7 separate regions of the Mus musculus genome follow, and all the other regions are linked to region 7. The links are chromatin contacts, called in public Hi-C, HiChIP or PLAC-seq and promoter capture Hi-C maps. All regions are on one chromosome and are shown on one strand. The core of a region is the stretch at or near the end of the contact, and the rest is flanking DNA. Distances in the headings are between cores, read along the strand shown.

Region 1 (3,473 bases), core at 952-3,451, 790 kb before region 7:
GTGTGTCTGAGCGGGGGCACACAGGGTAGCTCAAGTGAGAGGAAGGAAGGATGGTGGTGGAGAGGAGGCAGCACTGGTATTCTACCCAGTCCTGCCCTTCTTGTCTTCATTCATCTTACATTAATTCTTTTAACCCAAAGGGATTCCCAAGAGAGAGGATAGAAGTCAGGCGTGGTGGCGCTCGCCTTTAGTCCCAGCACTCGGGAGGCAGAGGCAGGCGGATTTCTGAGTTCGAGGCCAGCCTGGTCTACAAAGTGAGTTCCAGGACAGCCAGCGCTGAAAAAAAAAAAAAAATAGGATAGAGCATCGTGGAAACAGGAGTGGAACAATAGAAAACAGTATAAAAAGGCCAGAAGAAAACAAACAAACAAACAAACAAAATCAAATAACAAAGCAAAACCCCCAAAATAAAAATAAACAATAAAAGAAAAGGGAAAAAGAAGAAAGAAGGAAAACAATAAGTAATGCTAAATGTTTGGAGTATCTCTAATAATTCATAAAGAACCACACTACCTGTGGAATGCTGTTGTCTGTGGCACAAAACCCAACCCTATAGGACATTTGGCTCAGAGGAAACTCACTGTGCTTCTTCCTATTTCGAGTGTTCTCTGCCTCAGAAAGGCATGATTTAAAATTCCAGATCTTCACCTTGGGCCTTGAGCTACAGAAACCTCTGTGGGCAGTGGTCCATTGAGTCTGACACCCCTCCTTCCAGTGCTTTTGGCTAAGAGCATCTCAAGACAATTTCAAGGCACCCAGTGATACTCTTCTCTTCCCTTTTAGAATGATGCTCAGGGAAAATCCATTATCAAGCTATTAGATCAGATGTTCTCCAGTTTAGTGCTCATCATAAAAATCTAGAGAACCTGTTAAAAATATATATATTTCCTGGCTGTTTTCCCAGAAGTTGGAAGGTGGGGGTTGGGAGGGACCTGAAGGCAGCCAACTTCTGTTGATCATGGGAGTTCAGGAATTGCTCAACTGATTCAAGAAGGCAGAGATCAGATCTCATGCATCCTTGTCTACAGTAGATTGGATCTCCCCCCCCCCCCTAAATGTTTGAAGCTTAAAGGGTAAGTTGGAAGATACAAGTCTGTGCGCCTCCATCTTTTTTCTAGGGTTGTCCTAATAGTAGTAAGACTGTATTGTCTTTGCCTAGGTTGTTACTTTGTTTCCTATATTTCTATGTATTCAACACGTATAATTTGCACAGGAAGGAGGCTCAGTGCTGCCACCCCTTCTGTGAGCTATCCAGTTTGCTTGCTTTTGAGGTCTTATTCTTGGGATGACTGCTGAAGGGGTCTGCGTGCTTTTAGAGATTAAGCTCCAGGACAACTCAGGGATCCCCAGGAGGTGCATCTTCAAAATAAACAAAATCAACCACAGATTGGATACTTTTATTTTATTTTATTTTATTTTATTTTATTTTATTGTTGTTTCTAATAGAACCTTCCGGGTTCTGACTAACAAATCAAGAGCAGGGCTTCCATTAGGTGGAGACTGGAATCTACCAAGCCTTTTTTGTTCCGATTTCTTTTGGATTATCCAGAACTCAGGCCTGCTTCCTGAGGGTGTGTCTACGAATGGCTTTCCCCGACATTCTACTTCCAATCCTTTCTCTACAGTCAGTGACACAACTTGATCTACTCACACATCTTTCCTCAATTTCGAAGGAGAAGTGAAACCTGGAGGATCCTATGGATCCTGGACATTGAACAGAAATGCTGAAGCGCCCTACTGTTCTGACTGTCAGGCCAGGAAAGAGCCCTGCCGGAAGTGAGGCGCGTGCCTCTGCTCTACTGCACAGACCTCTGGGCTCCCTCAACCGCCACCCTAACAGCTAGAGCAGGTGGGGTAATGGGCGCCCCACGAGCCTCTGCGCCCACGTGGTGGGCTGACAGGCTCCGCGCCCACTTGTGGGATCATCCCTGCAGCTGCGCTGCCATTCACTTATGCCACTTATGGGTTTCCTACCCGGCTATAATCCCTCCATCCCCCGCTTGAGAAGGCACCCCAACCCGACTCCACCTCTCAGGGACCACAGCGATGCATCCCTAACAGAACGCGTGTCCATACTATCCTGTCCACCCCTGCAGAGTGCTGGAGTCTTTGACACAACAGGCCCCGCCCTTGCGTGAGTCCCGCCCATCGCCACAGCCCATTGGCGCTCGGGCGGGGCGTGGGCGGCTCCTGCGGGTGCAGGCGGGGCAGCGGTTCCAAGGCTGGCGCGCGTGGGCCAGGGCTTCAGTGCTTGCTGAGTACGGGAGTGTCTGGCGTCTCTACCTCCTCATCATGAGTGACTTGGATTCTTCGAGCTCCAGCGCCTATCCGAAGTACCTGGAGCACCTCTCTGGGGATGGCAAAGCTATCGGTGTCCTGACCAGCGGCGGGGATGCCCAAGGTGCGTGCCTACCAGCTCTCTCGCTGGTCTCCAAGGGCCGGGCAGGGGGCGAGGGCGGCTGGAGAGGGCTGCAGAGGAGGGTAATCGGGTTGGGAACAGAGGGAGAGCTGGGGAGAAACGTTGGGTGACCTGGATCTGGGAGAAAGGATGAGGAAAGGGCTTGGTGAAAATTACCTATGAGAGCCGAGGAGAACCGGTGGCTCAGGAGTAGGGAAAACCCTAATCTAGGAACAACTAGGGTGCCTGAGGAGCGACCATAGAGTTCCATTACGTGGTGAGGGGCAGAAGATAAAGGATATTTGTGTAGGATTCTTCATTCCCAAGATGAACCAGTTTTCCATCCCCAAATTTATTAATTGAGCTAGCCAATGGGGTCGTCTACTGTCTGGGTCATATGAGCCAGGCGTTCTTTCCTGGAATTAGGTACAGGGCGACGATAAGGATGCCACAGCACCGCCCCACCCTAATCCCTGGGACTCGTAGGAAAAACAGCGGGGTACCCACAGCGCCTCCATCCCAGTCCTGCCTCCCAAGCGGTGCTAGCAGCCTTCTCTGCTGCTGCATTGCGGGATGCGCAGCTGGGGGGGGGGGGGCGTGCAGGGGTCTCTCAGGGTGTGGCATTGACTGCCAGGCAATGTCTCTTCCTGCTTGTGACAAAAGTGAAAACTAAAATGGGTCACTAGGCCCTCCGGGGCCAGCCTCCCCAGGACGGGAAAGACCAGGAAGCAGGGACTCCGGGACGTCATCAGCCCTCACTTACCAGCTCCGGGCTTCCCTTTTCTCCCAATGACGGGATTGATTTCAGAGCTGAAGGGACTCGATTTCTGTACGCTTGGATTTGATAAACTGAGAATACTTAAAATGTAAGAGCAATGGGGTGACTGTACCGTGCCCCAGCCTCTAATCCTGGGTACACGTGGGGGCGCTGGGGTTCCCAAACAGTGGGCTTTCCGAGTTCATGCTAATTTCTTGATGAGGACACGCGCTAGAAGCAAGACCTACATTTTCATAGAGTATGTGCCCTCCAAGTCTTGAGGTCTGTGCCGGCTGCAGACAGTTCCTGAGCCAGGTT
Region 2 (3,668 bases), core at 190-2,689, 660 kb after region 7:
TAGACTGGCCTTGAACTCATGCCAACCCTCTTGCCTTGGTCTCTTGATTGCTGAGATTAAAGGCATGAGTAACTGTGGCTGACATTAAAGTACAGTGATTTAAAGATTCCACAACATGTGGTTGCTACAGCCGTTTATTCTTAAGCTTTTTCTGGAAGTTGTTTTGTTTCTGTACCTAATTAAGCTTGTGGTGATCATAACAAAGACAGGTCAAGGCTAAGGATTTTATGAGGATAAGGAATAAATCCATGTGAATGACCATGATGTAATATAAGCTGCAAAGTACAAGTTACAAAAGAACTGAGATTCAATAAGTTTTTATTTTGGTGTAAATTATATGTTTCTAAGCTTCATAAAAAGAAAGGGATGCACAAAAATCAGTGTCAGAAAGCATGGGATGCAACTGGGATACTTGTATGTTGACAGAAAAGCTAAAGCTCATCACATTGAAGTTTCACTATGTCTATGTGTCTAACAGATGTGAGAGCTTATTATCTGCCCAAAGTCATGTTCAAGCAGCATTGGTTCATTGCTTATGATAGTTCATTAACTTTGCTTCGGGTTCCAGTATCAAAACAATATGTTTCCATTGTAAACACAAAGCATATATGAACTGTTATATATAAGAATCAGGGAACATAACCCAATTTGGGAGAACACGTTTTAATTCCAACTAAATAAGCCTCAATTTCCTAAGGATGGGATAAAATAGTCAGACACAAAAGCACCCATTACCCTGAGATGGGGTTCTCTACTAAGAGAGAGTATAAAGATGACAGATACTGTCTTGTGTCATGTGTCAGGTCAGGAACTGCACAGGTTTGGAAATGTACGATCAAAATGTAAGCTTCTGTCTTATAAATAGTTATAATCCAGTTACACTATCCCCACATGACAAAAGTAAATGATGTTTAAACTAAAATGAAAACAGTCTTAGCCATTAGCTTTATTTAACAGAATGGCCAGTGGAGTTTATTTCCTTCTCTCTAGTCTTCTGAATTCCTTGATTGGATACGCAATAGTTATCAATCAGGGATTACCAGGAGCCAGTCATAAGACACAGAAGTTACCAGAATCATAGAATCAGAGACATTGACAGAATCGGAATTTTATTAGCTTTATAAAGTTGATTAATTAATTTCATAGGTTTTGCTCATTTTTTTGTTTTTTGTTTTTGGTGTATTTTAGGTTTTGTTTTATGTAAACTAATTAGTTTTCAAAATAAAGCTACTTTTTGGTAAAATGTGTTATATTTTTGTTGGATGTGTTTTGTATTAAAAAAAACACTCATTAAAACTAAAATCTACAGATTTAACTCTTTTGGCTTAGGGAAGAGATGCAGTCACTGAAAATGAGAAAGGCTGTTCCAGCATTCTGTACATTAGTGTGGTCTGTTAAATTGAAAACATCTGTGCAAAAGAAATGGCTCTTTAATTAGAAAAATGTGTCCAGCATACCAAGTGAAGCTCAGCTACTGATATTCAGTGTTTGGTAATGCCCTTAGCCTTTCGGTTTAAGCTTTGTTTACAGCTGATGGAAGGTACCTCTCTATAAACCCTACTAGCTATTCTCTTAGTCCAGAACAATTGTCTCCCCATTTCCCATGGGCCTGAAAAGTAACTTTGGCTTAGTCAGTCCTATTGTTTCTGCTTTTAACTGAACAGCTTTTTGAGGTAATTGTAGCTTGACATGAAATTGTAAGAGGTATTATTTATTGTTAATGCTATGCAAAATGATGGTACACTATTACAATCAAGATACCTATACTGATACAACCCACCTATCTTTCCCATGGCATCTAGATTTTGCTTTGTGTGCATTTGTGTGTTTATACATGTATGTAATTTTACATGTTTAAGTTTTTACACCAATCATCATAGACCAGATAAAAAAGTAGCTCAGTCAAAGCAACTCATAAATTGGCTTATCTGAATGGTTCTGTTGAAATTTAGAGCTGGTACTCCTGATGCCATATCAAGAGTCTTAAAATAAGTAAGCCATAAGGTCTTGAGACCAACTTAAGTATTATAATGTGTTGCAGCCGCCAGCAGCTCGCAATGTGAACGGTTCGACTGAGAAGGCCGCTCGAGCTGTAAGAGAGGAATCTAGACGGGGCGGAAGAAAAAACGGAGCTAAGACAATTTCATTCTGATCAAAGCTCAAATTTTATTGTTGCGACACTAGTTATGAAGGAAGGGGGAGGGGACCCGATTCCCGCCGAATAATCTCTGGTCCAGTAGAAAGGTGCACGTGTGTGGCTCCTCAGGTTCCAGCAGTGGGCGTGGCAGAACGAATGAGCAGGAAGCTCCACCCCGAGCAAGCAGGTTTCAGGCTAGGGGAGGGGAGACTACATCTCCTCCCTTTTATTAACAAAATTAAAAAAAAGAAAAAGCTGGCCTGAGGGGGGAAAATTATCTATGCTCAATAGTTCTGCCTGGAATCTAGGGCTAAAGAGAAAACTTGCTTCACTGGGATTCTTTAACTTTTCTTATGGTAAACTGTATCTGGCTTAAGACTGTCCTTTCTAGTAAACAACTAACTGAAAGGCCTGGAGCTGCAGACTCTGACTTTATAATGCTAATTAGTACTTGGTAGGTAACTTTTTAGTTGAATTTTAAGTAGGGCGTTGGAACTCTGGCTAAGTTTGACTGAACGATGTGAAAATAACACTAAGTTGATATTCTTCCGCATTTTTGGAAGATAGGTGGGAAACAGGGAGAAGGCGTTCGACCGGCTCTTTTATTTGGGTGGGAGGCAGTGAAGGGCTTGCCCTTTCAATAGTACGTCTCCAATCTCTCTCCCCCCCTATTAATTAAGTTAAATAAGGCAACGCTTAACTGAGGTGATCAAATGATTTTCTCATCCGTAGATGAGTGGGCTTTTAACCTTGGCTTGGGTGGACATGGACCCGATTCCTCCCGTGGGTAAAACCCACACATGTGGCTCTCGGTACCTTTTGGGGAGGCGAGGTAGAGCCGGAAAATATTTTTTATTTTTAACCAAAATTTGGTACCAACCTCTTTCAAACCGGGTTTATCTCACAGGAAACTCAGAAATGGTCAAGCCGGACCTTCCCTTGCAGTAAGTATCTCTGCACCAAGTGGTGCCCATACTGAATTTGTACAATCACAAACCAGTATGCACAGTTCTGAGTGCTGTGCAGCTCCTAAAGGAGAATTATCAACCTCAGAATTAGCAAAGCCTAAGCAAGAATTATGTCGTTAGTAACACCACGATTTGTGGCTAAAATAGGAGCTGGAAGTCGTTCCTCCTCATCCCTGTTTTTTCCACAGCCTATTGAGCTAAGGACACCTTGCAGTAACAGCAAGGGTGAAAAGCCAGAGGTCAGCTAAGGGGCTAAGCCTGTCTATCAAAATAAAAACCAATCTTTATTAATATAGAAATATCTACTCTTTTAGCCCTCTAGGTAAACCTAAATTTTTAACTTAGACTGAAAACCACGTGCTGGAAATGTCCTGAGACTGGGGGTAACAGCTGCCACCTGTGTGCTCTAGGGGGGCGGGGATGCACATCCGCTGGTCTGCCTCGAGAATGTTGATTTACCTGCTTGAAAGACAAAATCTTGAAAGACAGTGAGAAAGTAGGAAAGCAGAACTTCTTTCGGGGAAGTCTAGGTACTTTATTTAAATGCAAATTGTAAAGCTGAG
Region 3 (3,975 bases), core at 1,312-3,811, 680 kb after region 7:
TAGGACCAAGACTGCCAGAGATGGTCCCACCCACAAGGAGCCTTTCCCCCTTGATCACTAATTGAGAAAATGCCTTACAGTTGGATCTCATGGAGGTATTTCCTCAACTGAAGTTCCTTTTTCTGTGATAACTCCAGCTGTGTCAAGTTGACACAAAACTAGCCAGTACAACAGTATAGTTTTGGTTCTCCAAAAGGGAATTCTGAGCTCATGTGTGTTTTGAGTATGTCCAAAAGTGTCTCTATCTCTCTATCTCTGTTTCTCCATCTCTGTCTCTCTCTTTCTGAGTGTGTGTGTGTCTATGTGTGTATGTATCTGTGAGTGGTGTTGCATGCATATTCACATGTAATATGGCTTCATATGCCTATGCATGCAAGGAAGGGTAAAGACCAACACTGACATTGGTTGCTTTGCCCCATCATTCTCTCTCTCAGTTTGATAAGCAGAGGCTTTCAATGAGTGGTCTGGATTTTATTGCATTTGCCTAGACTGATTAGCCAGTAAGTACCTGGGATCTACCTATCCCATCCCCTCAGAACTAGGGTTATATACATACATATGCAGCAGGTCTGTCTTTTCTATAGATGCTAGGATTCCAAACTCATATTCTCATGCTTCCACAGTAAGCACTTTCCCCGCTGAGCCACCTCCTTTGTTGTTTTTGTTGTTTAGCAATAAGTGTTTGGATTGACTGACAATAAAACAAAACAACACATAAACAACATCCGATACTCAAAATACTGAACGATGATGATGTTGGCACATAAAATGTATAAACAGTAGTGTTCTATTCAAAATCTGACTGTCCCCAATTTGAGTTATTTTTTTTTGTTTTTTTTGTTTTGTTTTGTTTGTTTGTTTGTTTGTTTTTTCCTGTCTACACTGGAGGTAGGTGCTGATTTATTTTAGGTAGGTTCCTTTATTTTAATTTGGATATGATCAGAAAATAAGTGAAGAACAAATGGAAATAAGCTTACTTTGTGGTTACTTCTTTCTGTATAATCTGCTTTATATGTCAAATATGATAAGGAGTCCCATGAATGGTGATGATAATTCCCCAGAATGGTGCCTAACCTCAAGGTATCACTATGAAGTTGATGACAAACTCCACTAGGAGTTGTTGCAGACCTACTGAGAATGGGAAGCTCTGCAGTGTGTGTTGATCTTTGTTTTACAAGCATAATTCCCCTTCCTTTTGCACCAAGAAGAAATACCCCTGAAGAATGGACAGAGTATACTAGATTTGTGATGACATGAAAGAGAAGAAAAAAGAGAATAAACAGTGTTCAGGCAATGTGATTCTGGAGAAGAAATTGAGAACTGTCTAGGAGTTTGAAGGGAGATTTCCTTCAAAATAGGGGCAGTCAGTGGTAGAATAGTTCCTTAGTATGCAAATGGCCTTGGATTTGATAGTCTCTCATCTAGGAAACTAATTAAATATGATTCTTTTTCTTTCTTCTATCTCTCCTTTTGTTTTATGGTATGAGGGGTTTATGTCCAAGGCTTTAAGCATAATAACTGTGTACTAAGCTTTCTAATATAGAATATTTATTTTAAGTCAAAGTCATACTAAGTTGCCCAGGATAGAATTCAAACTTGTAACTTCTTTGCCTCAACTTCTTGTTGCAGGAAGTGAGTCATCATGCTGAACAAGAACTGATTCTTTGTGGATGTTCATCATGTCAAGAGAATGAGTGAAAGTAATAAAGGTGATGCTAGAAAAAAAAAAGGTCATGGGAAGAGCTGTGACACAGACCTGTAATGTACACAGACATCCTTTGTGTGGAAGACAGGAAGTTGTGGAAGACAATGATGAAGGAGGAGTTAGACAACTGAGAACAAGTTCATTCACTAGAGGACATATTTTATTGTTTTAATTCTCTGTGAAATGGAAAATTAGACCATTGTTGAATGTTGATTTTTTTTGAGAGGTAGGTAGATTGGATAAAGTGTACAATTAGTACTAATATGATAGTGTGTTGAGCAAGTGATAAATCATAGTTGCCTGGTATCATGGGCCTACTTCTAATTTACAAAAGGACACCAGCAACCTATGTGTGCAACCTTGTGTACATTTATCTGTAAATGAACAGGAAGAGAAAATATAAATGATGCTTCTCAGGTACAAATTGTCTACTTATCTTTCTGTATAAATATGCACAGAAAACATCTGTTTTTCTAAGCAAAGAGTTTGTCAGCATGTGCTACACACACTACAGTGAAGTTTGCTTGGCAGGCTGAGAGGCCTGGGAGCACTCACGAGGCAAAGAGTTTCACGGAAATACACCTCCTGGAACTTTGGTGTTCTCATAACCCATATACTCATACCCTATCCCTGCATTAGTCTAGTGTACGGATCCATGTGCTCTCTTTTAGTATTACCTCATTATAAGTGCCTTTTAAGATTGAATTCTGACATAGCTAAGCCTTTGCCAGTGTGTTCCAATGTCACAGAAAACACTTGAAACAACTGGGAATTCAGTAGGAATTCAGTGAGGTTACCTATTCAGTAACATTCAAATTTACTTCTAGTAGAGACAGTGAACCTAATTAAGCATTACAAAGAACAGAGCTAGAATAGCTCAGGGCTAGTCTGCAGAGTGTTTACTTGAGGCAGTAGCCAGTCTCACCCATACACAATGGCCTAGCTAATAGGTGGGTTTACCTTGTAAAAGTTAGGGAATCCCACTGAGACAGGGATCTTCACTACAGCCAGGTAAAGCAGGCTACATTTCATATTACAAGCAAGTTGGTGAATTCTTCTGACAAATGGAGATTCTCCACAGATACTTAAAAGTTACACTCACGCAAGAATTTATCAGGGCCTAGGAAATGGGGGTTGTGGTATTGCATTATTCATGAGAAGAGCAGAACCCCCTGGTGCTAGCTTTCACAAGGCTCAAAGGAGTAGCACTAATTGTGACTAGGGTGTGAAATCCTTACCTGTCTTTAAGCTGACCCTAGGCAGGATTGCTTTATCTTTATTGTAAACATTTACCTGGTTCCTGTAAGTCCTTTTGAAGTCATTCCTTTGTGTCAGGTAACTTCAATGTACTTTGCCTGCTGCGACTTCCTACCCCCTTTATTTTCTGTATTATATAAGACTGGTGTTCACTTTGTGACAATACATTCAGATTCTACACAATTTCGAATGTTGATCTGTCTGTCATTGGCTGACTCCTTGCCCATCTGCACCCAGAGACCCGTCCTACGCAGACAAGGGACATAAGAGGGTGTGCTGCAAGAAAGGTCATGTATGTAAGCAAGGTCATATGTTGATGCAGAATATCATTCAGTGATGCATATTAGTATAGCCATCCAGAAGGTCCCACTTCACATGGATTTCACTGTACTTCTACCCCAAAACAAGGAAGTGATTAGCTAGTTTTTCTGTCATTTCATGTACTCTTAAGCATTCTAGTTTTCCCCATAAAGAAATCTTTCTCATAAATAATTAATTTCTGTAAGTTAAATTGTTATCTATCCAGACCACAATAACCTAACCTGTACATCTTAACCAATACTAGTAATGCAGTTATAAGTAATTCTGAAGGTTTCTCTTCCAAGAAGCTCTAATTTCCTTTAAGAGCCACTAAAGTGAAATAGCTTCATTTTAACAAAATTCAACTTCACAATAGCTTCCATTCTTCATTACTGACTAAAGGTATTATTTAATCAATCAGACCTTTTTATGATGGCTTCTGCAAAGGATGGAGCCAATTAATTAGTAATATCCACAACCTTCTCTGGCTCCAGATATCACAGCAGGCCAGAAAAAGAACTCTAACATCTCCTACAACTCAAGAACACAATTATCTCCGGTGCGTTTAGTTATAAAATTGGGTAAAATAGAATTGAGTATCACATAGTCAGAGTTTGTGATGAAGTATTTTTATTTTTTATTATTAGATATTTTCTTTATTTACATTTCAGATACTGCCTCCTTTCATAGTTTCCTCTCTGAAAATCCCCTAA
Region 4 (3,854 bases), core at 963-3,462, 800 kb after region 7:
TTTAAATTAAGTTTTAGGCCCTCTTCATAAGATGAAACCCATTCCAAATACTGTGAATGAGGCCAGGAATATGAGACTAGCTAGGTTATGGGCCTTAATGGAAACATATTATTTTTTATGTTAAACTAACAGTAATACAATGATTCCTAATGTCATATTGCAATACTTGTAGGTCACTTGATTCTCAACAGAGAAGCATTTTTCTGAAGTAGACGGTAATTAATACACAGATCCAGAGTAGGGCAATATATAGAGAGGGAGAGACTGGATGGGATATCTTTATTATACCTTTCTATCAAGGTTAAGGGTTCTTTGTTTAAGAGGGATTGAACGAATTCTAAGAACCAGAGGTGGTGGAAATCTGTAAGGAAATGACACTTGTCAGACACAGCAGGGCAGATGCAAGTATAAATTCACACTTTGTGACTATGAGAGTATGCATAAGCCATGCACAAGCTGAAGTCACAAAAATTCCAAGAATACAGGAGAGGAAGTGGGAACAAGTTCCACTCCCTAACCAAGAAGATATTAACAAATGATAGTTTCTGGGACAGGGAAAAACCAATTCTCTTCAATGGAGTGACTGATTATATTAACATGAAGTTGGATGAGAAGATGGCAAGGATGAAGGATGGGTCAGAGCAGGAGAAACAAGAATGTCATAAAATACACCTTAAAAATTCTCAAAACATAAAATATAAAGCAGTCAATGTTGTGAGTATAATAGAGCCTTTAAAATACTGAAGAATTAAATAAGAAAAGTCCATGGAGAATTTGATGCAAGTGGTGAACCAGGGTTTTTCTAGAGCTTTTTTCTTGGACATCTTTATTGACTCATTGGAAATCATGATTAGAATGGAGAATGATCTGAAGTATCCTTTAAAGGAGAAATGAAGCATACTCGGGATGATGATAAGGTTAGCAGCAGAGCTTCCAAATTAAAATGTCCTAACTTAGAAGTCCTCCATAGGCCCACATAGAAAAATTTGAAAATAAATGTGACCCCACAATGCTTCAGTTACCTGATCTCCAAAGTGAGGATAATATCATAACTTCCTCAGAGGGCTACATGGAAAACACAGTGAACCAGTTGCTTTGAAACATCACTGTGAGACAACACATGCTTACTGAATGGTCACTATTGTTATTATTCTGAATGATGCCTTGTTCTTTCCTAGGCTGGTTCATACTAGTTCTTCCAAGATAAGACAAACCGATGCAACCCATGATAACACCACTTCTTAAAATGAGATGCAGTTTCTCCTAACAGAAGCTTAAATGATCCAAACACGTCCTCAAACACATAAGGAGTCACTTTATATCAAATGGATTCCTCATATGCTTCTCTGAAATCATCTGCTGTGAAGACAAGAAAGATAAAGAGGAGATCAACATCTGGGCCACTCCGCCTGGGGAACGATGACACATGTGCACGAAGATTAATTTATTTCTTGATTTGAGAAAAGATCCATCTCTGGAAACCAGGTTTTATTTGAGTAATTAATATTTTGAAAGTGTCTTAATACTTGTAGTACTTCTACATTTTTTTTTCAATTTGTTCCTGGAATATTTTCTCAGTGCTCAGGGTTAATATCTCTAAAATGTAGTCTTGAATCTTGGTTGATAGAAGCTTTTCCTAAGCTTAAACATAGTAGATAATCTCATATAAGTTTCTATAAAACTATGTGTGAGAATCTGAGTAATTGAAGGTTTTCTAATGAAGGATGGATGTGCAAGGAAGTCTGGAGTAGGGAACTGCTTGTGGCAAGACATAAAAGTTTGTTCTTTGTCCAGACTTTGTGGATATGCTGTATTGACATTGGTATGTAGATATAATGAGACCATATGAGCAAACCACACTCCACAGACATGTGACTGTTGGCTCTCTTACATGCCTGGACTTGAATAAAACAAATATCTGTGTAACTTTCAAAGTAAAAGTGCACTTCATCTTTTGATCAAGATCCTTGAGTTTGCTGAAGCCAAGCCACCTGCCGAGAGAAACTAGCTTAGCTAAAATTTACTTGAAACCAGAGCAGATCCATGCTGGTATCTCCCAGTAAGTAAGCAGTCTTATCAGGCAACATCTGCTTCCCGTTTTCATTCTTTCACAGGACTGTTTACCAGATTTTTCATTGAGAGTCTTCCTTGTGCAGCATTATTCACTTCATTTTTGCTCATTCATAAGATTTTTTTTACATCTCCCAGCTGCAACTATTTTAAGTGAATTTCTGAGGACTTATAATTGAACGTGACTCATTTGCCAGAAGCAGAGCCACAGTGCAAAAACTGAAGCAATCTCAGTCCTTTGAAAGCACAGGAAATTTTTGATATGAGATTAATTGGTGAAGTGTCTGAACTAGTCTTCTCTACTTCCACTGTGACATGCAACGGACATGAAAATTTTAAATGTATAAATTAGCCAGAAATGATTAATCCACACAACCACCCCCATATCAAGAATTTTTCAGTATGAAAAAAAAATAATCTAGACAAAGTAAACTCATCAGCTTCTTACAACACAAAATCAAATTGCTATTGGCAAGTGTTCCCATGGCAACTGCCTCTTTAAGCAAACTTCTCTACAAAATATACAGCTGTTATCTTATTTCGTTGCTAAGCTCCCTTGACAAAGTCACAGCATAATAAATACTCACATTCATGTTATTAAAGGGGATAAATGTCCCCTGGGATTGTATGGCTTACCTGTTAAATGAAAACTTAGAAATTGAGCCCCACCCAATCCCCCCTCCTTCCTTCTCTCTTCCTCTCTTACTTTCTCTGCATTGAAACTGTACCATGATATGAAGGATTCATTCAAGTCTTTCATGTATATTACTGATAATCTCTAAATATAACTTCGTTGTTATTTCCAGCAATCAACTATAAGCAATTATATCATATTCCATATGTAAACATTGAATGGAATGAGTAAATAGTTTGCTATAATACATTCTTTCAATACAGAACACACACTCTGTATCAATTAAATCTTTTGTTTTAGGATAACCATGACTGGACCTGGCTTTGATACCACTTAATTCTGTGCTTGCTGGAAACCTCTCTCTACATAAGGTGCCAAGAGGAGCACTGACTCACTTTGATAGTGAAGACACAGTTTTCATGGAGAAGACACGATTTTAAGTATTATAGGCCCAACCGTAGCAAATTTTACTATCAAATTTTGCTGAATATAAACCAGGAGAAAAAAATAGGTCAAGATAAAATCCTGTGAGATTCCAATAAAATATTTACAGAAATATTCCATTCATTCAGCAGAGTAAAGGTAGGAAAGAAAGCCCCACTAGACACAGAAAAGCAGAAAAGAATCAACAGAAATAACACTCATCCCCCAAATAATAAGGTTGGGTTCAGTTCACCATTAAACTCTGACATTTTCTACTGCTTTTTGGTAAAATAGTGATTTTTCCCCCCAGTATAATTTCCCTGTATTTGACAAGAAACCTAGTTATCAGTGACCTTTAAAACTGCCATGGCTCTCAAAAAGATTCATTTTGACAATGTTCGAATATAATGTTTGTAAACGTGTGTCAAAAACAGCCGATTCTTCTGGTTTTTCATAGAAGCAAAGTGTAAGGAGAACCTCGGGTGTGATGCATGACCTGTGTCAAGAGGTGGCTGTCACTTCCAGCTGAGCCATTTTAATTCTAGACATGGATAAGAGAGGCAGAGAAAGGACTTTTTTTTTTCCTCAAACAGAGAGCCAGATCTACCAGACACTTTCTCTTATAGATACAATAGGAACATTATTAGCTTGTTTACTTTACAAAGCAAGTAAACTATATTTTCTCAATTGACTTTTTAAATTACCTTTTTCTTATTGTTACAAGGAT
Region 5 (3,779 bases), core at 635-3,134, 610 kb after region 7:
CATTTCATTTAAAAATATCTAACATGGGAAGCTCAAAGACTTGCATTGTGAAAGTGGCTGCTCCAGCCTCCTGAGTTTTACAATTAACATTGTTATCTGTCCCTTCTTCTTATCTATTTTGTTCATTCTTCTGTCCATAATTCAAGCTATTACGAGTGCAGTTTATGAAGCAGAGTTATCTAGTTTTCCATCCATAAAAGCTTGGGGAGCAGTGCATTTAGACAGGGAAAGCACATTAGTACAGTGGCTGGTACATCCCACTACACTGACAACATTAGGGTCTCATGTAGATGCTAATATGTTCCAATAACTGGCACAAAGAAAAGGAGCTCAGCTATGATAACAGTCGTGGCTGTTGTGTATGTTTAAACAATTGAATCATGTTATTCAACAAACTTCAGCCTGGGCACAAGGCAGACATTTTGTTCACAAGTCCCCAGTCTTCATGGCCACATAATCCTAGGCAGTGCAAGGTGCCAGGCTGGTGTTACCAATGGGTCAGAGTATAACCTGTCACCTTGACACAGCCATTCAAGATAGAGTAAACTAACTTCCTAAATACCCCAATAATTCTTCAAAGTGTTTTCATCAGTGACTCCTTATTAGTAATAAGATACAAACTCAATGAGTTTTGGACTCATGGCACTCAATTCCATCACAGGCTTTCTTAGGTGTGCAATTTGTGGAATTCTCTATATGTGTCATAAGAGAACACAAATTCGGCTTTCATTATCATTTTAATGACATCAAGAAATTTGTCAGCCTGGATTTACAGCCTGGAAATATAAACAGTCAGAAAACTTAGTTATCAATGAAAGAATAAAGCAATTCTGGCTAATGTGCCATATCTAGATGGCTGGAAATAAATACATGGTTGTATAGGTGTACAGCAGGAGCACACTGCTGTCTGAGATCCAAGACTAGAAATGAGAAGAATAAGGAGAAGAAATGAAAATCAGGTCCGGTATCACCATTTTCTGAATATTGGATTTTTCTGGCATAAACATTGCTTGAGTTTTGTCAGTGGATAAAAATCTAAACAGCATTAAAATCAATAGATGTCAGTGAACTTGATTTTTAAGTGTTTATTATTTCTTCATTTGTGTGTTTGAGTGCATGAGCACATGTTCATGTGCATGTATATAAGGAGCCCTGAAACTTATGTCTTGTTTGCCCTTTATTCATGCTTCATTTTAATTTTTGAGATATAATACTTTACTGAACGTCACCAATTTGGTTCAGTAGATAGGCAAATGAGGCCTTAGGAGCCTCTCATCTGGTTCTCCCGAGAACAAAGACTACAGACTCAGGTTACTGTGACAGTTCATTTTTAAAGTGGATTTTACAGATTGAAGTTAGACTCCTGTGCTTTCACAGAAAGCATTTTTGTCAATCAAGCTATCTCTGTAGCCCAATTTTTATGTCATTTTATTCATTCATATCTTAATATGGATGTCAGACCAGACCAGTGATTTTAAGATAATCTGAACAAATGATGTGACCAAGAAGACATAAGGGTTCTATTAGAAAAATTAAAAATTGCAATATATTAATGGGGAAATTAAACATATCAAAGATTCTTACATCAAACTACACAATCCATTCTCTAACAGATTATAAATGTAACATGTCGTCTACATGCAGAAATACATTGATGACACAGTGATAATTGAAAGCACTGCCTTTAATGTCAATTCTAATGAATTCTGATTCTCCTTCAGATTTACTGTGGGAGATGATGGTGGTCATGAGTATCCAGGCTGATGCTTGTCTGGATTCTGTATATGTAACTTCTGCCCATGTGGTGTTTACATAGCTGGGTAGCTTAAAATAGAGAGTTTCTCTTTCTTCTCCTGCTCAGAACCCTGAGGTCATCAGGAATATCATATTACCAAACAGTCTACAGGGTCAGGTTCAGAAGCACCACATGTTCCCAACTGTGTTCACAAGGACATCTGAGTATCCCCATCATGTTTCTGATAAAACTAAAACTGCCACATCTTAGAGGTGACCACTGTCAACAGGTGGTATTAGGGACAATGGCATGAAGACCTTTTCTACTAATCAGGGTGGTCTGAGACCAGCATGGGGGATCATAAATACACAATGAGAAGTGGATCTGTAAAATCCAATCTGTGTGTTCGCTGTAAGTTTCATAAGACATCATGTTAATATCAACTCGACACCCAGAAAACATGCTTAGATAGCTGGGGCAACAGACTACCAAATCCTGTTTGATCTGTATGCACTGGAAAAAGTCCAAGGGTGAGAAAAAATAAACTGACCATCAAACAATGACAACAGCAATCCTTTAAGTGCCGGCATTTTTGTCATGGTTCATATTGAAGCACATGCTAGCTGCATCTAAAACCTATTGTACCAACACTGTAGATGAAAGGACTGTCAGCATGCTGCTGAGGAAACAATACATTACGGTGTGTTCCTAGATTTACATTTTGTCTCCCAGGATATTAAAATATGTCTGGCCTGCTCTTAGCTATCTATTGGACCAATTTTAATGTCATGTTAAATTTCTAGTCTATGCACTAAGCCCATTTGTGATAATTGTTCAGGAGCGATGTGTGTGTGTGTACATGTGTTTGTGTGTGTATGTGTGTTTGTGTGTGTGAACTAATGTGTTTTTGTATAAAGGTGTGATATGTGCTACCCTTTGAAGAGTCCAATATTCGGTAAATATTGAGTTATTTGGCAACAAGAGTCAGATGCAGAATAAGCTTATTTAAGTAATTAGTGCTCTGTTTTTCTCATTGGCTGATTTAATGTTGCATAATAAATCTGTTTCACATCCACTTTAATGCCATCATGCTTAAATTTAAAATAGAAAATAAAGATAGTGTGTCATATCTCTTAAGTTTGTTCATCAAATAGATAATGCCACCCGTAGTCTGTGTGGGGTAATCTGGTGGGCAATGCTTATGACAGTGCTCAGAAAGCCTCTATTTCAGAAAACTATGCACATTTGCAGATTTGGCAAAATGCAGGATATTATTTGGCTGAGACGCTGCACTGTAAAACATTTTATGTAGGAGTTAATTACTTTATGAAAATCAAATAAAAAAGGTTTAGTGTTTGCTTTGTTCTAATGGTGAGATCCGGGGGCACTCAAATCTCAGGTTGTGTCAATACATCATGTGGAGTTTTCACTCTCCAAAATGTTTTCATGGAAACCCCACACCATTGTACTTTTTTGAGAGATGCTTCATCTTTATCACCACGTAAGACTACCCAATTTATTTTGGGGAGAGCATGTTGGAGTTCATGATACATGGCACCAGGTGGTACTTCTATGCGAGTTACTTGCACTTCAGTTTCAAGACTGTCATACATTTACAAGCAGGTCTCCTGTTTCAGGTTAGTTAGAGAGAGCTTGCTGATTGTGTAGAATGGTAAACAGGGTTGATTTCATGGACATTTTGTGTGTGCCCTGGCAAGTTTAAGCTTCTCTAGAACTTCAGTATTTCAGGGATTCCCAGCTGTCAACTCTATTTGATAGAACTCTGACCTTGGACCTTGTCAGGCAGCTGACATTCACCTGTCTTCTTTTTCCTTACAACCCACCTGTCTTTACATATAGAGTGAACAACCAATATTTTGTATTCCAATTAAGAAATTTGCCTTATGTTTCACATAATCTCTTGTTTATACATGTGAGAACATGATTCATTTCCTTCAGGATACTCCATTGTACTAGAGGTTGTTCAAACATAATTGTTTTCTGATTGACAAGATGTGTGGTTATGACTTCAGAACATTTTCTG
Region 6 (3,617 bases), core at 964-3,463, 890 kb after region 7:
TTGGACATCAGTGGGAGGGGGGCCCTTGGAACTGAGGGAGTTTGATGCCCCAGTGTAGGAAGATGCCAGGGCAGGAAGTCGGGAGTGGGTGGGTGGGTGAGGGAGCACCCTCAAAGAGGCAGGGGGAGGGGGGATGGATTAGGAGGTTTCAAGGGGGAAACCAGGAAAGGGTATAATATTTGAAATGTAAATAAAGAAAATATCCACCAAAGAAACCTCACAACATTTCAATAGAAAATAAAATTTAAAAAAAAATTATCTCTATTTTTTTAACCAAAATTACAAATTAGGTCCTTATTTTTATATTTAAAGTGACTGTTAAACATAATATTTTTATATCACAAAACTACCCATCAGTGATAACTAAGGGCCATTGCTCTAAATATTTTACTTAGTAGCATTCTATGTTCTCTCTTTCTCCAATAATATTTCAATGATCAATTTATGCTTTCACTCTCTTAAAGCTTCTGTCTTATTCTTCAATGGTTTTATTATTTAATTCTGAGAGAGAGAGAGAGAGAGAGAGAGAGAGAGAGAGAGAGAGAGAGAGAGAAGAGACAGAATCAGACAGAGACAGACAGAGATAGGCAGAGAGCAATCCCATGGTGTGTAAGTAATATAGGGATGTATGTATAAGTGTGTGTTATATATGTGTGCATGCATGTGTGTGTGTGCTATGCATGGAAAGTATATATAGGTAAGAGGACAATTGTGAGTGGCAGTTCTCAAATACTTTACACTCTTTTTTTTTTTTTTTAATCACAAACCTGTATTTATTAAAGCAACAGGACAGATCCAGCCTTTGTACGCAGATGACAGGAGCTAAGTGTATACAGCAAAAGTCATCACAAAACCAAGGAAGACTTTGTTAGATTATAGTTATAACCATGCCCTTGTAGATTACTGCTACAACCACACCCTCGTAGATTTGTTACAACTGTGTCCCTGTAAATTACTGTTATAGCCATACCCTTGTAGATTTTTAACTGTGCCCTAGTTGATATTTTATTAGCTTATTTAGCAGAGAGATAAAAAGAAGAGAGACCTCTTGGTCTTGCAAACTTTATATGCCTCAGTACAGGGGAATGCCAGGGCCAAGAAGTGGGAGTGGGTGGGTAGGGGAGTGAGGTGGGGTATGTGGGACTTTTGGGATAGCATTTGAAATGTAAATGAAGAAAATACCTAATTAAAAAATTTTGGAGATGATAAAAGAAAGATCTCTTATGTTTAATTTTATTTGATTATTTACTGAAAAATTTTGGATTATAATTGTGAACTTATCCCACTTTCTAGAGGTCACTTTTTATGGGTGTTCTTGGGCCTTTGGAAAGGATGTGTTTCTTCCTTATACAATGGATGTAAGATTCTTTAAGTACAAATCACATCCAATTTGTCAAACATTTTTTTTTTTATTCTTTTATGTTCTTTTTATCTCTCTGCTAAGTACTTTCCACTCTTTGGAACAGAATCACTCACCAACAAGGAACTTGACCATTTCAGTCAGGTTAACTGGCCTGCAAGCTTTCAGCCCTTTGCCTACCTCTGCTTCATTCCTCAGAGCTGGGATCACAGGGGAGTTTACATGGATCCTCGGCATTGGACTAGGTTCCTCCCTTTCTCAGACTTGTAATTTACCCACCAAGCACCTCTCCAGCCTGATCCTTTACTCTCTAAATATAACTCACAAAGCTTACAATGCTATTTACTGAGATTTGGAAGCATTCTACAGAACAATAAAATTTTCCTAAAATATTCAAATGCGTTTTAAAGTTATTAAACAAATTTAACTTTGTCCTAGAATTACTGAGAAATATGACATCACGGGCTGACAATGTCGATACATAAGTATTTTGGCTTCCATTTAAGGCATTTGCAAGAAAAAATAGTGGGAATTCAATTTCTGTTCCTTTTGTCCAAAAGTTGTGCTGTTTGTCTGCCTGTAGCTTCATGCTATGACATCATTCTAATCAGAAATGGAAGTGCTCCTTGCCAATATTAGAACATTCTTGAACTTGGTGATTTCATACATTTGAAATGGATTTAAATCTTTAGAAGTCAGTTCATGAACTATAAAATAAAAAGAACATTACTTCCTTTTTCCAAGAAAAGTGCTTCCCAGCCACTTCTTGGACATGACATTTCCTCCATGAAGCCAGACTTCCATGAGCTAAAGGGAAGGAAATTGGAAACATATGGAGCAGCAAATTGTCTCTGGATTTAACTCTTACAATGAAAACATTCACATGTTGGAACAATAAGTACACCAGTCTGGGGATTGAGATAGACATTAAACTGAATTAAAAATGAATAGCTTAACACCTTTATGGGACTGGAGCCTATGAAGTATGTTTAGCAATCCGTATGCTTGGCGCTTTTGTTACTGATTTGTTTGAAATAACAGCTAGAAATAGTTTAAGGTAAAGCATTCCTTTGTGACAGCTTTTGCCAAGCAGAAAAGCTACCGCAGGAGAAAAAAAAAAAAGCACAATTTATACACGAATACAAATCATAACAAAAATTCTAATGGAAAAATAAAATATTGATCCAAACATTTCCATTAAAAACTCACTTGAAAGACAAACACACAATGGGAAAGGGGAATAACTGGTTGCTTCTTTGTTTGAAGTAGATTCTTGTTTTGTACTCCAGGTTAGTTTCGAACTCAAAATCCTTCTGCCTTAAACCTGTGAGTGCTGGGATTGCAGGCATCTCCACATCTGTCTACATTTTTATATTGCATTATTTTTCCTTCATATGGAGAATATAAAATTGATTTACAGATGCTAAATACCATGAAAGAGAACAAGTATACTAAAGATGTACTCTGCCCTTGTGTCTATACATCAACACTCTCAAAACCTTAACAAACATTACTGGACTTCATGCTTTGATTTATTTTCATATTATTGAGAAGTTGTTGTTTTTCGTTGTTTTAAGAATGTGTTTGATTCTGGAAACTGTGAGAGGCTTTGGGCAGATCATAGCCATAATTTCCTTGATTTAAGTATAATTTTACCCATAATGAATATATATTTACAAGGTTTTGATATCTTGCACTTCATGTTTCAATTTCCACTCCATATATTCCAGCATCAAAGTCCTTCACTGTATGAGCACATCATTGAAAACTCTGGCTTCTGCTCACAATACAAGGCATCTTCTGGAGGGAATGCAGCCAACTTGGCTTATTTTTTCAGCTCTCAAAGATTGGTATAGTTCCAGCATAGAATGGCTGGTTTTCGTTCAAAGCAGTGAAGTCTTGAGTATGTGGCAGATTTAAAACCAATCTAATTATTTATTTTAAAACCCCTGAATGTTAGCAAATGGCTGATTTGAATTAAAAGTGTTGAGTAGAATATTGTTGAAATTGGTGTATTTTTTTCCTTTGTATGTGTACATTAATAGTTTTGCTTCTTGGTTTGAACCCATTCCCCTAAGTGAGAACAAGAGAGATTTAGGAAATATGTCTTTTGTTCACTTCTGGGCAGACTTGGCCTTGTTGAAACAGGGTTGCACTATGGTGACATTTAAAAAGGAAAAATGCAAGCTATTTTCAATCATGCCAATCTCACTTATAATCTATTTTTGAACAATGCACTCGAAAGGAATTCCTATTC
Region 7 (3,955 bases), core at 1,357-3,856:
ACATATGCATATATATATATATATATATATATATATATATGTATATATATATATATATATATGCGCACACACACACACACACACACACATATACACATGCATATTTTTAAATGTCATTTCCCAAGTCCAGGACTATGGATACCACCAAACTTTAATGATTTCTTTGCACTGGCCACAGGGAAACAAGAAACCTTGACAACAGAAGTGAATTCTTCCAGAGTAGCTATCTGCTATTGTAAAGGATGGAAAGGGGAAATTACTCCCTGGCCCTTCTGGGAGTCCCACAATGAACAAGGACTTTATCTCCTGGCCAAGGGTACAACAGTATGAGTCATCACTCCTTTTTCTTTCACGCAATGCCAAAGGAGACTTCCTTTTGAAATTCTGACCTGCAGCCAAATAAGGACCCGGCTCAAATATACATGCAGTGTGCCATAACAGGGTGCCCCTTCCCAGCCCTGCCACCAACCTTTCAAGGAGCTACACACTGCAGAGATCAGCAATCCCCTCTCCCCACCATCTCAAACTTTCTAGCCACTGGAAAAGAAAAACGGTAGGAAAGATTTTAGGATTCAATTATGTAGGCCCTGATTTTTCACTAGCTTTGCCTGCATGCCCATATAAGGCCGTCTGTGCCTCTGTGTATTCTATTCTACAGACAGAAATTTCGGCACTAAACTGCAACAAAAAAATGTTATCAGGGTACAGACCATCTTGAGCACAGGCTACCAGCAAAAGGGCTAAAGCTTACTAAACAATGTGCCTTCTATCACAGTATACACATCCTAAGTCCCGGCCTCACACAGCAAGCACAAGCAAGCTAAGGAAGAGGGGGTGCCTGTTTTCCATTTCCCCCCAAAATTCGATGTCTGTTACAGTGTGTACAGTATTAGGAATCGAAGCGGCGATACCTATTATTGATGTTCCAAAGAAATGGCGAAGACATTTATGAAGATCTTGTTAAACTTTAATCAACTGGCTAATTTAAAATCGCCAGTATGCTGATGAGCAGTGGGGACCTGATCGAAGCTCTCTGGGAGTTTAAAAGGCTCTGAAGGGGACCAGGAGCCAAGTCTGGCTAGTTGCCCAAATCCCAAATGCCTAAAGGAAACTACTAAGATCAATTTCAATCACGTCCCAGGGAGCAGCTTCTTTGAGGAGGAAAAATGGAGAGGGGGAGAGAAAGGCAGAGAGGATTGTGAACAATTAAGCCGGCATGGGGAGGTTTCAGCCAACACTTCGCTTTTCCTGGGTTTTAAAGCCTGGGAGGTTGTGAAACCGACGGAATTTATTTGATCTGCTAATTCACTTGGAGGAAAAAAAATACCCAGAAGGGTAGAGAGACGGCCACAGAATCATCGTTTTTAAAGACAATGGTGAAAGTGTTTGAGAATATTTTTGCCACTCACAGAATCCTATGACTTAGAAGGGGTAGGGGGTGTTTCTTTTATTCCGGTTGCCCCAAATTCTAGTTCCACTAAAATGCCGGAATTAGAGATTTTTCTTGCCCAAAGTAAGACCCGAAGCAACTAGGAATGGACTCATTGTCATATGACTGACAAGTCACTTGTGTGCAAACAGCACCCCCACACACACACACCCGCCGCGCAGTCAACAAGAAAAGCAGGTAAGAAAAACAAGGCAGGCATACGTGAATGATAAGAAATTATCCAGACGGAAAAGAAACTGCAAATGGCCTTGAATTCAAAAAGAACTACTGCGTTCCGCAAGCAAAATGTTAAGACTTTTAAATTTGGGACATACAAATATCAAAACAAAACCAAAATCCTTAAATCAAATCTTTTGGTAGTCAAGGCAAGCTCGTTCGTATGACAGGGTCCAGCTGTGGAGTTTGGAGCTGGTACAAACCCCAAACTTGTGCCAAGGGCTCAGGTCTGGATCGGTCAGAATAATTTGGGGTCCCCCCCCCCAGGTGTATGCTGCTCGTAAGCTCGGAATTAGCAAAACACGAAAAAAAAATGAAGAAATAAAAACGTAGTGGGAAGGAGAGCTCGCCTTCACACAAATGACAACTCTACTCCTCGCTCCCGAAGGCTCGCTCTACAGTGCCTTCATCATTCCAGGCAGCAGAAGGACATCTTAAGATCATTACTTTATATTTTTAATTAGGCAAATGCTAATCATCATTAAAAAGATGCACTTCCAAGCACACACCATCTTGCCTGCTCCTCCGCGCGACTCCCTCCTCGGCGTACCGGGCAGGTGAAAAAAAAAAAAAAATCCGTATTTACCTGTTGCCAATATTCCTCCAGGGACGGCAGAGCCGAGAAGTAGCCCGTTTCGTGCACAATCTGTAGTTCCTGGAAGATGCTACACATTGGGAGCACATCCATGTCGGGTTGGAAAAGACAGTCCTCGCTGTCGGGAAAACAGGGAGGTGAACGATCAGGAGTCCGAGCAGAAACTGTTCCCGGGAGCGCAGGTGAAAGTTTCATGCAAACTGGATGGCGCTGCAATCGGACGCCGGGTCCGGACCCTCCCGCAGCCCGCAGCGCGCCGAGCCCACGCAATATTTGCAAACAGCGGACTGACTGCAAGCGTAACCCCTGCAAAACTTCCCTATTCAAAGCTCCGCTGCCAGCCTCCCCCCTCCTCCCCCGCTTGGCTCCCCCCTTCTCCCCCCACGTGACCAGCTTGGAGCTCCGCCCCCCACGGTACCCAATCCTGCCGCTCCTGTACCCGGGGCTGCGCGACGATGATGTCAGCTCGCACCAATCGCCGGTGCGGACACACAGCGGCCCCGCCTGGCGTGACCGAGCCTCTTCATTAAAGGCCTCCTTATTGGTGCAATTCGAACTCGGCCTGCGCTGATTGGAAAGACGTCTCACAGGCTATTTTTAGCAGGGTATATAAGGCGAGGGCTACGGCGCACCGAAGGAGTCGGCGCTGGGAGGTGTACAGCCCAACGTTGCAGAAGTGCGGCCGGAGCGGCCGGAGCTGGGGGAGCCTAGCCGGGCAACCGGGCACCTGTCCCCGCCGCCCGGCTGCCCGGTTGCACCTTCTGATCCGGTCACACGGACCGGCACCCCCCAAAAAGACCAAAGATAGCAGACATATTCCCGATCCCCCTCATTTCCTCCCGCTGGGTTCCCGTGTTCCCGGATCCTTCCCTGACCCTCCATTCTCCTTGGTCCCTTGATTTCTCTCTTTGTTCGGAGTCCCCTCCATACTCAGAGATGCAGAGGTGCCCCGGGGTGGGCGCAAACGTGCCCGCAGGTTTCCCTGTGGCGATGGGACAATAAGACCGAACAGCAGGGGGACTTGGTACTCCAGAGTCACTGTGTGGTAGTTTCTGTCTAGGACGGAGGATGACAGGAGCCTGAGACCAAAATACCCCCACTTCTTACGCAGGCAGAGAGGGGGAAACGGTAGAGCATCTCAAAAGCCCCCTACCTGACCAGTGTGTCAAAAACACTCAGTTCTCAGGAATGAATTTTACCCACTCAAAAGTTGAAAATGCAGCTTTTAAGATCGCATCCGTGACCTGGCGCCATGGCCACACTGTACTTGGAGACCTGGACATTCACAGCTTAAAACTCCCCTTTTTCTTGTTGCACAGTTTTAATTCAAAGAAGATGCAGATTTTGCTGCTAATGGGGTTTAAATCTGTTTATCTCGTAGAAGGCAGTCTCGGAGATGTCTCACCAAGGTTAACAGGCTTTCCCATGGATGTGTAAACAATTCAAATTAGGTTGAAGATGACAATTTTTTTCATACAAATTATCTACCAAAGCACACCATGATATCTAAAAAAAAAAAAAAAAAAAACGAGCGACTAAAATTTTTGAATAAAAATCCAATTATAACAACTTCGAATATAATTTTTAATGAATAGTATCCTTTTAAAAGTTGTCAAGTACGTAAAATAAGCTGAGGGGAGTTTTTCTGTTTAATTTACGAAGTCTAGAAGAGAAGCATGTGCCAGAACCATAGG

The links. Promoter capture Hi-C pulls out the DNA fragments that hold promoters and counts their contacts. A called contact is a pair of places that touch in the nucleus more often than the background predicts. HiChIP or PLAC-seq counts read pairs in DNA pulled down with a chosen protein or histone mark.
Region 1: a Hi-C map of CD8 T cells shows a contact between it and region 7, with 5 times the contacts expected there. The contact joins the promoter of Pfkp here to the promoter of Klf6 in region 7. A contact is called at or near these places in 7 of 39 promoter capture datasets (the C10 cell line, cranial neural crest, embryonic stem cells and 3 more), 16 of 484 Hi-C or Micro-C datasets (B cells, CD4 T cells, CD8 T cells and 10 more), 7 of 115 datasets of contacts at active chromatin or transcription factors (astrocytes, bone marrow-derived macrophages, craniofacial prominence and 4 more) and 2 of 9 other capture datasets (adipose tissue and liver).
Region 2: a contact with region 7 is called in a promoter capture Hi-C map of second pharyngeal arch cranial neural crest, with 4 times the contacts expected there. The contact joins the enhancer-like site here to the promoter of Klf6 in region 7. A contact is called at or near these places in 12 of 39 promoter capture datasets (the 3T3-L1 cell line, 3T3-L1-derived adipocytes, HPC-7-derived erythroid cells and 7 more), 2 of 484 Hi-C or Micro-C datasets (both in uterus) and 9 of 115 datasets of contacts at active chromatin or transcription factors (craniofacial prominence, embryonic limb bud, embryonic stem cells and 6 more).
Region 3: a promoter capture Hi-C map of embryonic stem cells shows a contact between it and region 7. The contact joins the enhancer-like site here to the promoter of Klf6 in region 7. A contact is called at or near these places in 5 of 39 promoter capture datasets (the 3T3-L1 cell line, cranial neural crest and embryonic stem cells), 1 of 484 Hi-C or Micro-C datasets (embryonic stem cells) and 5 of 115 datasets of contacts at active chromatin or transcription factors (the 230-238 cell line, embryonic stem cells, epiblast stem cells and 1 more).
Region 4: a promoter capture Hi-C map of second pharyngeal arch cranial neural crest shows a contact between it and region 7, with 5 times the contacts expected there. The contact joins the enhancer-like site here to the promoter of Klf6 in region 7. A contact is called at or near these places in 7 of 39 promoter capture datasets (the 3T3-L1 cell line, 3T3-L1-derived adipocytes, cranial neural crest and 3 more), 1 of 484 Hi-C or Micro-C datasets (cortical neurons) and 8 of 115 datasets of contacts at active chromatin or transcription factors (the 230-238 cell line, DN3 thymocytes, the NIH/3T3 cell line and 5 more).
Region 5: an H3K4me3 HiChIP or PLAC-seq map of neural tube shows a contact between it and region 7, with 3 times the contacts expected there. The contact joins the enhancer-like site here to the promoter of Klf6 in region 7. A contact is called at or near these places in 10 of 39 promoter capture datasets (the 3T3-L1 cell line, HPC-7-derived erythroid cells, the SN4741 cell line and 5 more), 2 of 15 datasets of contacts at CTCF or cohesin (large pre-B cells and pro-B cells), 11 of 484 Hi-C or Micro-C datasets (the C2C12 cell line, adipose-derived mesenchymal stem cells, cerebral cortex and 4 more), 16 of 115 datasets of contacts at active chromatin or transcription factors (the 230-238 cell line, the NIH/3T3 cell line, SST interneurons and 11 more) and 2 of 9 other capture datasets (adipose tissue and embryonic stem cells).
Region 6: a promoter capture Hi-C map of second pharyngeal arch cranial neural crest shows a contact between it and region 7. The contact joins the enhancer-like site here to the promoter of Klf6 in region 7. A contact is called at or near these places in 6 of 39 promoter capture datasets (the 3T3-L1 cell line, cranial neural crest, frontonasal cranial neural crest and 2 more), 9 of 115 datasets of contacts at active chromatin or transcription factors (bone marrow-derived macrophages, craniofacial prominence, embryonic forebrain and 6 more) and 2 of 9 other capture datasets (embryonic stem cells and pancreatic islet).

The regions. Positions count from the first base shown.
Region 1 is chr13:6,647,499-6,650,971 of GRCm38.p6, reverse strand. Pfkp (phosphofructokinase, platelet) reads left to right here and starts at 2,201. Exons shown (of 22, transcript NM_019703.4): 1 at 2,201-2,401. The coding sequence starts at 2,293.
Region 2 is chr13:5,200,707-5,204,374 of GRCm38.p6, reverse strand. No RefSeq gene overlaps it. Among named protein-coding and RNA genes, the nearest start is that of Gm24790, 13 kb to the right of the region's middle. Within about 2 kb of position 1,439, at least 16 of the 459 cell types and tissues checked have an H3K27ac peak or open chromatin away from gene starts, as enhancers often do. A contact at or near this core is called in craniofacial prominence, embryonic limb bud, neural tube and 1 more, where this site is marked.
Region 3 is chr13:5,184,302-5,188,276 of GRCm38.p6, reverse strand. No RefSeq gene overlaps it. Among named protein-coding and RNA genes, the nearest start is that of Gm24790, 3.6 kb to the left of the region's middle. Within about 2 kb of position 2,561, at least 10 of the 459 cell types and tissues checked have an H3K27ac peak or open chromatin away from gene starts, as enhancers often do. A contact at or near this core is called in embryonic stem cells, where this site is marked.
Region 4 is chr13:5,058,784-5,062,637 of GRCm38.p6, reverse strand. No RefSeq gene overlaps it. Among named protein-coding and RNA genes, the nearest start is that of Gm24790, 130 kb to the left of the region's middle. Within about 2 kb of position 2,212, at least 16 of the 459 cell types and tissues checked have an H3K27ac peak or open chromatin away from gene starts, as enhancers often do. A contact at or near this core is called in the NIH/3T3 cell line, SST interneurons and second pharyngeal arch cranial neural crest, where this site is marked.
Region 5 is chr13:5,252,921-5,256,699 of GRCm38.p6, reverse strand. No RefSeq gene overlaps it. Among named protein-coding and RNA genes, the nearest start is that of Gm40659, 4.0 kb to the left of the region's middle. Within about 2 kb of position 1,884, at least 2 of the 459 cell types and tissues checked have an H3K27ac peak or open chromatin away from gene starts, as enhancers often do. A contact at or near this core is called in neural tube, where this site is marked.
Region 6 is chr13:4,970,252-4,973,868 of GRCm38.p6, reverse strand. No RefSeq gene overlaps it. Among named protein-coding and RNA genes, the nearest start is that of Gm24790, 220 kb to the left of the region's middle. Within about 2 kb of position 2,213, at least 8 of the 459 cell types and tissues checked have an H3K27ac peak or open chromatin away from gene starts, as enhancers often do. A contact at or near this core is called in craniofacial prominence, embryonic limb bud and second pharyngeal arch cranial neural crest, where this site is marked.
Region 7 is chr13:5,860,140-5,864,094 of GRCm38.p6, reverse strand. Klf6 (Kruppel-like factor 6) reads right to left here and starts at 2,606. Exons shown (of 4, transcript NM_011803.2): 1 at 2,253-2,606. The coding sequence starts at 2,456.